Linked DNA regions of Zea mays: region 1 is linked to region 2. Evidence: chromatin contacts called from public Hi-C data. All regions are on one chromosome and are shown on one strand. Each heading gives the region's core, a stretch centred on a gene start, on an enhancer-like site or on the middle of the called end of the contact. The rest is flanking DNA. Distances are from core to core; before and after follow the strand shown.

What was found. Hi-C and Micro-C count contacts between places; a contact is called where the count stands out from the background.
Region 1: a contact with region 2 is called in a Hi-C map of leaf mesophyll, with 2.7 times the contacts expected there. The contact joins the enhancer-like site here to the promoter of LOC542714 in region 2. A contact is called at or near these places in 6 of 25 Hi-C or Micro-C datasets (bundle sheath, ear, leaf and 3 more).

Annotation. Positions count from the first base shown.
Region 1 is chr8:141,955,719-141,959,087 of Zm-B73-REFERENCE-NAM-5.0, forward strand. No RefSeq gene overlaps it. Among protein-coding and RNA genes, the nearest start is that of LOC100273227, 12 kb to the right of the region's middle. Within about 2 kb of position 2,028, at least 18 of the 20 cell types and tissues checked have an H3K27ac peak or open chromatin away from gene starts, as enhancers often do. A contact at or near this core is called in bundle sheath, ear, leaf and 3 more, where this site is marked.
Region 2 is chr8:141,783,636-141,787,191 of Zm-B73-REFERENCE-NAM-5.0, forward strand. LOC542714 (thiamine biosynthesis 1) reads right to left here and starts at 2,254. Exons shown (of 2, transcript NM_001112226.1): 1 at 1,349-2,254; 2 at 876-1,258. The coding sequence starts at 2,254. The coding sequence ends at 1,100. The region is part of intron 3 of LOC103637336 (CRIB domain-containing protein RIC10); the gene reads left to right.

The sequences.
Region 1 (3,369 bases), core at 778-3,277, 170 kb after region 2:
CCTGATATGTACAAGTTATTTGGTCCATGCATATCTTTGGGGGGCACAAAACGTGTAACATGTTTGAGACGGTATCTTAATCGGTTAGGCCTCTTGTTCGGTTATTCCAATTCCATGTGGATTGAAGTGTATTGGAATGTATTGAAATGGATTTTGACTTGCTATGGATTTAAACCGACTCAATACCACTCAATCCACATGGATTAATGGTGAAACAAACAAGCCCTTAATTGGATGGATTACATGTTCTAGTTAGAAGTTGAAAATATATTGGTGCCTATTCCGGAGAAAGGTTGGGTTTATTACCTATATAAGCGGGCTCTACTTTCTTTAAAAATCCTAATTACTTTTGATTAACATCCTAATTAATTACCATTTTAGAAATCCTAATTGCACTACTATTTTCACACTTAAAATCGACATCAATTGCGCGCATTATTACTATTTCACACTTAGAAATCCTAGCTAGTTGGATACTTTTATTTTGGATAAATCAGAATCTACTTGAGAGACTAAGTTATTTAGCTTAGAATTTAATATTCTATGGCTTATAAAAGTTTACATATAATTATATCTCAAAATTATAGGCTCTGTAACTTGTAACTTATAGCAATGCTCTTTAGCTAAGTTTTTAGCAACGGAAATACAGCGTACAGAAAATATCTATGTTATATGGTCAAAACTTATATATAAATGTATTCTATGTATAATTATATTAATTTAGTCAATCTATGTCTAAATTATGATTTTTATTTGAAAGATCTAGAACAATGTGGTCTACACGAGATGCATGTTTAGAGAGCACATGATCTGCCGGGGACCCTTGTTCGCCTAATAATAATAATATATACAGTGCCTTGTGCATGCTTGGGGACCCCGGCCGGCCGCCTACCTGTACCTTTCGATATTCTTACATAAATAATGTAGGTGGCCTAGATAAGGGTTGTTCAAAAATATAAAGTGAGGATGGCTGGATAAGCACAAACATGTCTTGATGCCAGCTCATATATCCTGATCCTGATTAGGGTTAAAAACGGACGGAAAAAATCCAGTCTCGATTTGTACCATTTTCTATATTTGACCCGACCGTTTCTGTATTTACGGAAAAAATATGGAAACAGGACGGAAACGGGAGAGGACTTATTCCGTCCGTTTTTGCGGGATCCCGTTTTTTCCGGATCGAATCCTTATTTATTCCGTATTGGACAAATATGGGACGAGCCTAATATGCATTAATATATAAACAAAACCCTCGTGTATTTAGGTGACAAATTATAGCACAATTGGCCATTGTAACCACCGGCTCTTTTCAAATGACAAGTGTCAAATGACAAGTGATTTAAAGTCTTAAACAACATTGGATGTAGCTAAATGTACACATTTAGCAACCAAACAACAATAGAATGTTGCCTCTCTATATCTATTTGTTTTATATTATTTCTGCCAGTCAATCACTAGTCAAACGTCAATAACATTTCTATTTGTATTAGATTGTGAGTTTTCGTTAGTATTTCCGTTTCCGTTCGTTTTCGCAATTCCGTTTATTCCGCTCCCGTTTCCGTTCCCGACTATTCCGGATCCGATCCCGTTTCCGATGATAAAATACGGATATAGAAACGGGAGAGAGGTTTTTCCGTCAGTTTTCATCCCTAATCCTGATCCGTATTTGGCTTTGCAAATTAACTAGTATATATTTATATCATAGTTGTGTTCTTCTATACACGGGAGTGAGCAGTAGCTGCAGTGCTTCACTTGGATCAGGTGGGCTCCTCCGAGGATTGGATTGCATCATTAAAAACAGTGCGGCAGTTAATTAATGAGACGTCAAGCCTGGAGAAGCGACACGTAACGGCTCTGAGTTAGCAACACGTAGCCATCCCCTTTCCTGCCGAAGGAGGAGCGTGCATCGGTCATCACTCATCAGATGACAGCGGGCGGGCCTCCGCCGAGCATTTGGATATTGGACCACCCCCCGGCCAGCCATCGGCGTCGGTCCATCGGCCGTGTGCGAGTTATGCGGGCGGCCCACGCGGCCTCGTGGGTGGATGGGGGCCCAGCCCCGGTGAGCCCTCGTCGCCAAGCGCGGCCGTCGTGGTCCCCTTGGGTCGCGCCTTATCACACGTCGGATCGGACGCCGCCGTCGCCGTCGCGCGTTGGGGGTGGCCGGGTGGGGCAAGCGGCGGATCCCGACCGATTCGGCCGCCGTTGTGAAAGTGAAACCGCGTCGGACTTGTTCATCCTAGAACCAGCGCGGAAATCTACCGTTTCCAGGCCGGGGTTGCGTCTACTCTCGTGTGGATATTCCGAGGAGCAGTCGACATTCCTCAGTCTCCTCCACAAACAATCTGACACTCCTACTCCACTGTGCAGTGTCACTGGTAACGAGTAAACACATTAAACAGCGGAGTATCTCAAGAGGAACAGTGATACAGGATGTGGTCCTCCCGGGACGTCACGTACCCATCATCCTCCGTGCCGGTGCGGCGGTGCCTGGTCCATCCGGTTTGTTGCCGAGCCCTACATTTTGGCCTCTGCGTCCACAATTGAGTTGATGGATCTCTCCCCTCTGACCCTCTCCCATAGGGGTGGGGCTCCTCACCCGCCTTCAATGACTGATAATTGTCCAGGCAAAGCATAGCTATAGCAGTCACAACACAAACTACAATTGATTCCCATAGCTGACCCTCACTAAAAAATCACTGATAGAAACTATAAGTTTCATCGCTATTTTTTGTTGTAGTGTCGTAATAAATATGGATGTAACAGTGTGGCTAGTAAACTGTGAACTCTGATGGAAACTGGATGCTCATCCCAACGGTAAAACAATGATTTCTTGTGTCTTCGTCGCATGTGTAGACCTAATTTCTCATGGAATTTCCTCATCTTTCTTATTAATTTTCTTACCATGTCACCAAATTGCTTATGTGGTAGCTAAATTAATGTTATAAAAATTAAATGATATAGAGGGTTAGACCTGCTCTTATAGCTAAGTTCTATTCCCAGCCCTCACCTTGCCATTCTTCCGCAGCCGATGTAAAGTAGGGGTGGTAATGAATCACAACCCAAATAATTATTTACAATTTGTTTAAACCCTTAATTAATTTTAATTGAAAATGAATAGAAATAGATCATAATCTAATCTTTAAATTGTATAGTTAAAATTTAGAGCACCACCTCTACGTAACGGTGGGGATAGGACAGCAGGCTCCGGCTCGAGTAATTTTGTTTTGGTGGTCGCCCTCCTTTTATCCTTTAGCAGCCGGAGGACCAGATGACCTAATCAATGCGCCGCAATTACAACGATCGTTACCATGTTAGTGCACAGGTGGAGGCTAGAGTGAAATCTAAACATGCTTCTGCATCCTGACG
Region 2 (3,556 bases), core at 1,004-3,503:
GTAGCGGTTGAGTTAGGTCACCCAACTGATCATTCGATGACCGAAGGAGCGAGCGAACCATGAGTGAGCTAGCGCTAGAGGAAGGAATCGAACGACTTGGGTGAGGAGTGGGCTGAGCAGTGGAGCATCGGAAAAATTAGATCAAAGCATAGTTTTCATTAAATTTGACCCAACTTACTATATAAAAATTTGATTATTTTATTGTATATATAAACTTAGGTATAAAATATTACAAAAATTGAGGTGGGGTCATGGCCCCCGTTGTCCCACCCCTGGATACGCCCCTGTATATTAGGTATATGCTCGTGCGTTGGCACGAGGCGGGGAAGCGGGTAGAGCGGTGCCTAGACTATAAATATAATTATTATTTATTTATAAACACTAATATACATGTGGTTTGGTGGTTACCCCGAAATGTTTGGAGCAAGGAGGTATGAGTTAGAGTACTCGTTTTGCACTATTTTTTGCATGGTGTAGTAACGCGGAGAGTGAAACCGTGGTATCACTAGATGCCCACATTAGGTTCAGTATAGTTTGCACGATATGGTAGCGCGGAGAGTGAAGCCGTGATATCAGTATAGATTGAAGTTTAATGATTTTAATATATTAAAAAAGGAACTTTTTAGTACTCGTTGTAGCTAAGGACGGGTAGTAAAGAGAAATTTTTAGTATATTTTTGCTTGGAACTAAAGTTTAATGATTTTAATCTCGGTTACCGAGTACCAATTATACATTCGGTATATAGCTGTTTTCAACCGATACTCGTACCGATATTCGTACCATTTTATCCCCTAGTGGACGAGTCCCAGCGTTACAGTGACAGTGCAGAACAAAAGAGAACAGAGAAGCAACTCCACGATTACCATGCATTTTTTCCCGTAGTAGGACTCGCACGTGACGTGACAGACAGAGCACAGGTGTGGCATGTCGATGGCGCGGTGGTGGTGCTATGAACACGACACACTATAGCGAGTCAAATTAATAATAACAACAACAATAATAAAGCTAACCCAAGGGAATTCGATCGATTCATCATTGAACAACAAGGCAATTAAGATAAGACGCTGCTGGCGTCGATCCTCCTCTCTGCTTGCCGCACTCAGGCGTCCACGACCTCGTCGTCCTTGTACGCAATCATCAACTCCTCGCGCAACGGCGGCGACATGGTCCCGTCCACGGCGTTGGGCCTGCCCAGGGCCTTGAGCGCCAGGTGCGCCGCCTTCTGGCCGGAGATCATCATGGCGCCAAACGTCGGGCCCTGCAACAACCAACAGACAATTTTAGACATATTCCTCATTGATTCAGTGAGTATCGCAATGACATGAGTATTGTCTTCCTCACTACTGACCATCCTGGGGGCGCCGTCAATCTCGGCGACCTCCATTCCGGTGACGATCATGCCGGGAACGACCTCGCGCGTGAGGCGCACGATCTCGTCCTCGGCGGTGTTCATGTCGAGCGCCTTCATCCCCGGCACGGCGCTGATCATGCCGATGTCCTGGAGCCTCTTGACGCCGGTGGCGCCGAAGGGCCCGTCGTGGCCGCAGGAGCTGACCACGACCTTGGCCTCCATGACGTTGGGGTCCATGCAGGACTGCGTGTCGTGGTTCATGGACACGAGCGCCCAGTTGGTGACGACGCCGCCGACGCGCCCTCCCCTGACGATGAGGTCCTCCACGGCCACGGCGTTGAACAGCTTCACGTTGGGGCGCGCCAGGAGCAGGCTCATGACCGTGGACGTGAAGAGCGCGGCGTGCTTGATGACCACGTAGTCCTCGGCCTCGTCGTACGCCACGCCCAGCTCGTCCAGGAACAGGTGCGCCGGCTTGCGCACCACCATGGCCGAGAACAGCTGCCCGCCCAGCCACGCGCCGCCGCCCGGCGACACCGACTGCTCCACGATGGCGATGCTCACGGCGGGGTCCTTGGAGAGCTCGTACGCGCAGGACAGCCCCGCGGAGCCGGCGCCCACGATGACGACGTCGGTGTCGGCGTAGGTGATCATGTCCGTCATGTAGCGACGGGTCATCTCGCGGGACACGATGGACTCCTTGATGGGGCTGAACCGGAAGGACGTCAGGTCGTAGGGCGGGTTGGAGGAGGACATGGACATGGACGCGCAGATGGGCCCCGCGCCGGCGCCGCGCGGGCCGGTGGCCACCACGAGGGACGCCGGTGTGGTCCGCGTGGCGGCCGGGAGCCGGGAGCCCGCGAAGGAGGACTTGAGGAGGCTAGACGCGGCGGCGGTGGCCATGGCTGACAAGCTATAAGCGCTAGCTTCTTTCCTTCTTGCTGCAGCAGAGGGGCACAAGGTTTATATTAAGAAGGGCACAAGACGAGACGAGGGCAACAAATATCTTGGCTGGCGTGGCCGTGGCGCCATGCATGGCTACGTGTTTAGCAGATGGGGCGTGGTTGGTCACGGGCACTCTGGCACCCACCCTGTGTCAGCTAGCTGGTGTATGCAGATATTTTGATCGATGGACGATGGCCATGGATGGCTTTGTGGAGAAATTCAAGTTCTCTGATTTCTAAAAGTATTCCGCTCCGCCGCCTAAAATTGGGAACCGTCCAAGTACCTATCATGCCTCCTGAGCAAATCCCACCACCTGCGAGAAAGATGCGATGCAAGCTTCTGCCTAATACTAACTTCGTTCTTAAATATTTGTCATTTATTTTCGAATTAAAAGATTAAAGATTGTAAAATATCATGCATGCCCTTCAATTGTAAAATATGCACTGCCGATCCCCTCAAATATCATGTATGCATGTGTGAAAGCGACCTTGCATCCCGATGAGGCGCCTTTCCTGTGAAAGGATGAGGTTTCACGTATTGTCCACCTTTCCTTTCCCTACGTTGTGACCCTGCTCCCAACGGAGATCTAGATCTTTTGGACCACTACTGTCCTATGGCCAATGATCTTGACAAATAGCCGATACTTCATAAGCACGTACGCATCAAGCATGAATTAGTTAACTAGAAGACTATATACTAGCAGTCTAGGGATAATTGCCTATCAATTAATTTGAACGTTAGATATATAGGCATTTTTCATATCATTTTAATTATATAAATTAACATTATAATGATAACATATAAAAGTGTGATCTCAAATATATCCATAACAATATGGATCATGAGAACACACAGCATATGAATCATATAAATCATATAATGATAAGCATATAAACTGACTGAACAATTGAAAATAAACAGATAGAAACATAAACAACATGACTGTAAAATTAAAACAGACAGATATAACATATTATAATAAGACAGAACAGATAAGCTAAAATCATTGCTACATATAAAACAGCACAGATGAATATATGAAACATATCTAATCTGTAGAACGTAAAACAGTAAAAAAATAAACTGATCATACCCTCTCATGCGCTCTGATGATCCAGATCTTTGTCCAGCTTCCCTTGTCATGTAGCCAGAAAGAAGATGTTTTGGGCAGTCGCGTAGACGCTCCCCAAAAACCTAATTGCCGATCCCCCGTGCAAGGTCTCGAACGGCAAGGGCTTCGGAGGCACCTGCCCTCTCGCT